Linked DNA regions of Bos taurus: region 1 is linked to region 2. Evidence: chromatin contacts called from public Hi-C data. All regions are on one chromosome and are shown on one strand. Each heading gives the region's core, a stretch centred on a gene start, on an enhancer-like site or on the middle of the called end of the contact. The rest is flanking DNA. Distances are from core to core; before and after follow the strand shown.

The links. A called contact is a pair of places that touch in the nucleus more often than the background predicts.
Region 1: a contact with region 2 is called in a Hi-C map of liver, with 2.8 times the contacts expected there. The contact joins the enhancer-like site here to the promoter of THRA in region 2. A contact is called at or near these places in 3 of 11 Hi-C or Micro-C datasets (liver, skin fibroblasts and an unstated tissue).

What each region holds. Positions count from the first base shown.
Region 1 is chr19:40,403,077-40,406,406 of ARS-UCD2.0, reverse strand. No RefSeq gene overlaps it. Among named protein-coding and RNA genes, the nearest start is that of NR1D1, 7.2 kb to the right of the region's middle. Within about 2 kb of position 1,311, at least 77 of the 102 cell types and tissues checked have an H3K27ac peak or open chromatin away from gene starts, as enhancers often do. A contact at or near this core is called in liver, where this site is marked.
Region 2 is chr19:40,364,694-40,368,441 of ARS-UCD2.0, reverse strand. It overlaps THRA (thyroid hormone receptor alpha), which reads right to left and starts at 2,262. Exons shown (of 10, transcript NM_001046329.1): 1 at 2,150-2,262. All of the region lies in intron 1 of MED24 (mediator complex subunit 24), which reads left to right.

The DNA.
Region 1 (3,330 bases), core at 62-2,561, 39 kb before region 2:
AAGACTCTGATGCTGGGAGGGATTGGGGGAAGGAGGAGAAGGGGACGACAGAGGATGAGATGGCTGGATGGCATCACTGACTCGATGGACGTGGGTTTGGGTGAACTCTGGGAGTTGGTGATGGACAGGGAGGCCTGGGGTGCTGCGATTCATGGGGTCTCGAAGAGTTGGACACGACTGAGCGACTGAACTGAACTGAACTGATGGCGCAGTCCATGGGGTCCCAAAGAGTCAGACACAACTGAGCAACTGAACTGAAGAGTATGATGGTGCTCATACTATTGGTTTTGCATGGGGAGTCAAAGGACCTATGTTTGTAACAAGTTTGGGGTTCCCAAGGCCAGCAAAAATAGACAAGGGACCAGTTTCTACCTCTAGACTCAAAACAGTTTAAACCACAATGGATTGTTCTGTAGGAGCCTCAGGAAGAAATGTAGGGAAGATGGAGAAAGGATAAACAGTCTTGGCCTTCTCTTTCCCTCATTCTTCCCCCCAAACCTTACCCTATCATGTCTCAGCTACTTATCCTCTCACTACTCATTTGCTCTCATTTCCAGAATCCTTGCACACAGTAGGCACTCAGTAAATGCTTTTCACACTGAGTCAAAATGAATCAAGTTACACTCTCTGGCTATACTTTAAGATAAAGAAGCACAAAGGAAGAAGGAAGACCTTCCCCAGATTATGGGATAGAATCTCCTACAGGACTGTTTGCTAGAGAACAGAGACCCAGAGCCATGGTTCTCCAGCATCAGACTCGCCTGTAGGGCTGGGTGGAACTCAGACTGCTGGGCTCCACCACCAGAGTTTCTGATTCATGGGTCTGGGATGGGACATGAGAACCTGCATTTCTTCTAACAGGTGCCCAGGTGATGCTGACCCCACCACTAATCCTGGGACCACCAGTGGATCCTGAGCACCCCTGGCTTAGGCAACCACAGCCCCTCACCTCAGTGCTCACTCACCACGGGGACCTGGTTGGTTCTAATTTCATACAGTTTAGTAGGAAGGAACAGGTGAGAATTAGGAACACGTGACTCCTGCTCAGCCCTCCAGGGATCCCAGAGAGGGCAAGGGAGGGCAGAAGCGGGTCTCCGACTGATTATCCGTTCTGTCTCCATTTAAATAGTCCATCGACTCCATACTTATTGAAAGTCACTTCCCAAAAACATGTTTTGCAGCAGCAGCGGAGCACTAGGAATTTCCTGTGGCGAGGCAGCGCCAGCGCGGGGAGGGGAGAGGCCGTGCTGAGCGAGCGCCTTCCCTTGGCTCGGGCAGGGCCACGTGCCCCACCCCCTCGCTCGCACATGTCTGCGCCGCCACCGCCGCGGCAGCCGGGCTGTTTATGAGCGAGTTGTTGTGGTAGAAATGGAGCAGGCTGCACATGCCCGGGCCATGTGACCCCGGCAGCCCGCGTGAGCCTCGGGCCGGCACAGACACACTCGGCCCGGTCCTCCATCGACCGGAGAAGCAGGAGGAAAGATGGGGAAGAAGTGAAAAGGCATTGGGCTCCCTTCCCCCGTCTCCTGGCTCTTTACCCTGCTTGCGTCTCCTGCCTCTCGCTAGCCACCAGGGGAGAAAACACCCAGGAAAGCAACATGGTTTCCCCTGGGGCAGGTTCTCCTCCAAGGCAGCCCCTTGGCATTTACACAACCTAGAGCCCTAGGCCCCAAACGAACAAAAAGCCTCCCCAAGCCAAGAACACAGAATGCCAGCCTCAGCCCTCCAACTGATGTGCTAATGGCAGCCCAGAGCCAAGACTTGGTTTCCCTGCAGTCTGGGCTCCCCCAGTCAGGCTGCAGGGTCCCCTGTTTCTAGGAAGGAGGATGCCACCCAAAGATACAGTGAGTGCTCCGTCCAGGATTAGAACCTGGAGAGCTCAGGAATTTGTGGGGCTGGGGACTGGAAGCAAGGATTCTTTCTGCAGCAGTGATCTGCAGGGTGAGCAGACAGGAAAAGGAAAATCCCTCTGCCAACTGGGGATCGGGAGGAGCTGAGGGATGGGATGGGGGTGGGGGTGAGATCTGGAAGAACACTAACCCCATCCAGCTGGAGAACAAACTTCCTTGGGATGTGAGAGACAAGTTCAGCCTCCATCCCTCCATCCCTCCAGCCTCCCTTCTGCCCAGTCCTCCCAGCCCCATAGTATCCTGTCTCAGCACTCTAACCCCAGACCCCTGGTCCCAGCCCTGGGCTCTGGCCCCCACCCGTGACCCTGTTTCTGAACTGCAGTGCCTCTCGCTGGGATGTGAGACGATGCTGGAGTCAGGCGGACAGTAGGTTAGCAGGAACAAGCAAACGAACTGAGCACGACCCACATTTTCTCACCGCATCAAAACTTCGCAGATCCTGCATTGCAGAGCTAGCGCTTTTTTTTTTTTTTTTTAATTCTCTGCTGGGCCCCTACACACGTCTGCATTTTTGCAACCAGCACAGATTTTTTTTTTTCAGGGTGCAAACTGCGCATTCTAATGAGCCAAAGCTCCTTCCTGTGGCATTGAAAAATCTCTTTGGCAAATTGCTTCTTCCCACCCCGACCCCCAATTTAGAAAAAGGGGAGGGATCCCAAATTTGTGAAGTTGCATCCTCCCCCTCTCCTTCGCCTGCCCCCTCCCCCAAGATACTGCAGTCTTTCCAGACCAACTAACAGCTGCAAACCAGGGGAGAGAGATGGGAGGAGGGAAAACCAGCCTTGTTCCTTCTTTCCACTCAGATTGAGCTGGCTGTCCAGGGTTGCTTTTCTTCCCTGGGCTGCCCACTGCATCCCTCTTTCCCTCCTCATCCCAGCCAGTGTTTATGTAAGCCTCCCAGAAGCTACACTCAGCCCCTAATGCCTGCCCAGGCTGCAGCTCCTCCAAGGTCCATCCTGCTCACGAGGACTGTCATGAGCCTCTGGCCTCCCCCAGGCAGCTCTGAGGAGATCTGCAGAGACCCAAGGAATGAGGAGAGACGCTGGACACGGAGGTTTGAGACAGAGCTGGGGTAAACGATCGAAATAGGGGCAGGCACATGGGCATCCCCGCCCCCACCACTCCCCCTGCACATTCCCGTGTGTGCGTCCTACAGAGGCTCAAGGACAGCCAGTGGGCAGGTGCAGGAACCTGGAAGATGACACCAGCCCTGGGCTCCAGCAGAGCATACAAAGGTCGGACAGGATGGCCTTGGCATAGCCTGTGCTGGATGCCACCGCCCTTCAACCTGGCAGGGGGAACTCCATGCCAGAAGGAGGGCATTCAGGGGCTTAGTTTTCTACTGCCAAAGGCGGTCCATGTCACCTCCCTGATCCTGTGGTTTTGGTGGGATCCTGGGTTCAGAGAGGGGAATCCTCCA
Region 2 (3,748 bases), core at 1,013-3,512:
CCGGTGAGCATCCCCAGTAATGGCCCAGACCAACGAGCCCAGCAGGGGCACTGAGGTTATCTGCTTTTGGGGTGGGGATGGGGGCTGCTCCCTAGGAGGCAGGTCTCCCCAAGACTCCCTCCCCGCCAGCAGCCAGGGTCATCCCAGCTCCTGAAGTCACCTAACATTGCTTCACGTGTGTGACTCGGCCCTCTAGAACCCCCTCCCCCTTACCCTTTGCTCTGATTTTCCTGTCCCTCAAAAAAAAAAAAAAAAAGAGCCTGGAAAAAGAAGGCAGGAGGAAGCTTGAGGGGAAAAGTCTACGACTGCGTGTACATCTAGGGGTGTGCCTGGCCGCACAGCTACAGTGCGTGCATCCAGGGGTGTAGACCTGTGACTGTGTGGTCCTGAACCTTCTGAGTGCCTCCTGCACCTGAGCCCCTGGGACTGTGTGCAGATGCCTGCACCTGTGTGCAGGGTTCCCACAGTCAATCAATTACAAAGGATTACAGAGCACTTCATATGCTTGGCTCTGGGTGGGATCCAGAGCAATTCCAGTGATTCTCCTGGGTCTCAAGGAGCTCACCATCTAGGGGGTGGGATGACAAGGGAAAGAGACAGAGAATGTTATCTATAGTGACTGCGTGCCTTCCACCATTATGGGAGCAGGGTCTTTTTTGTGTGGTACACAGCACCTCAGAAAGCCACAGGAAGAGTCCAGGAAAATACTTGTTGCTGAGTTGTGTATATGTGTGTTGATGTGCAACTGCATTTGCGTTTGACCGAGTGACAGCGACTGTCACGGCAAGGCGATGATGCCTGTGTGACTGGGCTCATGCGAGCACGTGTGTGCCTGTGAGTGACAGGGTCTTTTGTAATGTGTGGCCGTGTGCAATTGCTCTGCATTCATGCATGCAGGCAATAGTGACTTTTTCTGTGTGGGTGACAGCGACTCCTCCTTGTTGTGTATGAGAGCATCTCCCCGTGACCCTATGCCTATGCAAGGGTTGGTCTCCCATGGGTGTGTCCCACCCTTCTGAGCTCCCCTGTGCAGTGGCAGCGTGCCTCTTCCCTTGTCCCCATGTGGGTGTGTCCAGCAGTTCCTGTCCTTGAGTCCGCCTGGGTGTCCCTGGGTGTGCATGTGTGTGTGGGCATATCTCTGTGTCTGCATGGCACATTTGCTTCCCCCTCATCTTGGACCACAGCCCCCTATATCCCTCCCCTTCCTGGGGCCTGAGCCAGCATTGAGGGGTGGGCTCCCATCCCACTGGTTTTCCTTCTGCGACCTCCAGACCTCCACCCCCGCCAAGCCCCCCTCCCCCGGAAAACGGGAGGCTCTCTCCATTGCCTCTATAACCCCCACCCCGCAGGCTTTACCTGCACACTGGACAAGGGAGGCCCCCAGGCAGAGAAGGGGCACCAGAGACACGTTGCAAGGGGAGGGAAGCGGGTGGCACACAACACGGGCCCATTCCTCCCTCTCTTCCCCAACCACCCTAGCTTGCAACTCCCCTAATTATCCAGGGACCCTCAGATACACCCCCCAACACACACACATACACACACACACCCCCAGCCGCGTTTTTGCAATTAGTTGTGTTGCAACCAGAGAGCCATGTTCAATTGGGGAGGCGAGTGAAGTGCGGGGGGGAGACTTTCTTCTCCTGGGGCCCGGGCAAGCCCACCTTCCCACCCCACTCCTACCGCCCTCCGCTGCTGGAGGTAGCCTTGCAAACGCCACTCGGCCTCGGCCTGGGAGGCTGGGGGTGGGAGCTGGGGGGGCAGGCCTCCGGCGCACCGTAAACAAACCGCGGCGCGGCGGGCGGGGGAGCTCCGGCGGCCGGCAGCGGGGCCGGGCCCGGGAATGCGCAGCGGACGGGCCGGACAGAGGCCGGGCGGGTCCTCGAGGGGGAGGCCCGGACGCCATCTCCGCCGGCGAACCCCGGGGCCCACCGACCTCCCAGCAACGCCTCCCTTCCCCAGGGCGTTGAAGCTGCAAGCTCCCGGCCAGTGACAGGGTCACTGGGGCGCCCGGGAAGGCTGAGGCTGGCCGCGGGTACCCCCCGGACGCCCCCAGCCCGCCTGGGAGCCGGCCAGAGAGCCCCGCGGCTTTGCATAATCAATCGCGAGGCATTTGCATATTAATGCCCCCTCGCTCCCTCCCCCTTACCTCGGCGTGGCGCGCTGGACCGGGCTGGGCAGCGACGCGGGGGTCTCAGCGCCCCGTGCCGGGGGCGTCCATGGGGGGCCGGTGGGGCCCGGGCCGCCCGCCTCCTGCGCCCGGGTGTGAGTGCTAGTGAGCGCGGGGGGGCGGGGGGCGAGTGTGGCGGCCCCGCGGCTCCTCCGGCAGAGGCGGCGGCCGCTCTTGGCTCCTCCCTCCCCCGCCCCGCTCTGGCAGGGGCTCGGGCTCGGCGCGCCCAGCCGGCTCGCGGCTGCTCCCTGCAGGCCGCCTCGCCGCCGCCGGCCCCCACCCCCCGCCCCCCGCCGCGCCCCGGGACCCCTGCCAGCCGCCCGGCCGCCCCTCGGCCGCCTCTGCTCCTTCCCGACCCGCATTCGCCCGCCCCACTCCAGGCGGCTCCGGCAGGAGTGGTGCTTGGTGACATATTTTGGAAGAGATGTCATTTAAAACATAGCCTTCGCTTGCTGCAAGAATTGGGGGGTTGGGGGGTGGCACCACGAGGATGGAGAAGGGCACATCGGCGAGCCGAGCCGCCTGCACTTTAGAAGTCCGGGAGAAAGTCTAAACACCAAACCGCAGACGGTTTAGAGTTTGTTTTGAGTTCGGGTCCCTTTTCTGCCAGTAACTCACTGTATGACCTTGAGCAAATCACCACCTCTCTAGGTAACAAGCTTCCTCAACCTTAGAATTCGAGGATTGAGCACGTGACCCCTGGGGTCCTCTTAAATTAAACCATCCTGTGTTTTTAATCCTTTTGGGGGTATGCTTCCCCATTATCTCCCTTGCAGGCTCATTTTTAACATCATTACCTGCCTGATCCACTGCCTCCCCTTTCAAATGTCACCCTCCTCCAATGTAGGCTTTTTCTATTCACTGCCACCAGTCATTTCCTCGACAATCTGGTGCTCTTTCTGAGCTGGGGAGGGGGCGAGGCTTGCCCTACCCCCCTTAACTCTCAGCTTCAGGACAGTGGGTTTTCCTTCCACTTTTGCCCCTCCCCATCCAAATGTACAGGGCCAGTCCAGAGAGAAGGGTGGGCTGCGAAAAAATAGATCCCCTTCCCCAAAGGAGAGGTCTCCATCATGCCAGCCCCACCTCTCATGCGCGCGCACGCACACACACACACACACACACACACACACACCTGCATTCGTGGACATAAAACCAACCCGGTGACGCCAGAGCCCCTTTCATCTCGAGATCTCCCAGCAGCAGGCAGGACTCTAATTACCCCAGCACCCCCTCTGGCCCCGCCGGTTCCCCCGCTGTCATTAGCCCAGTTTTACCAGCGGGGGCCCTAGCCTTCCCACGGCTCCCAGGGCGGGGCCCTGTCTCCACCGTCTGCTCTTGGATAGGTGTGTGTGTGTGTGTGTGTGTGTGTGGAGAGCTGGTGTGTGTGTGTGTGTGTGTGTGTGTGTGTGTGTGAAGGAGAACTATTCTACCAAGAGCCCAGTTTGTACTAGGCAGAATCACTTGCCAAATGTGGGGTTCTGACCAACAGCCTATGGGAGTTGGGCTGCCCTCGCTTTTCTTAGTCTCAGCCACCTGCATCCTGGCTCTGTTGCAGCCACTTCTTTTACAGGGGGTCTT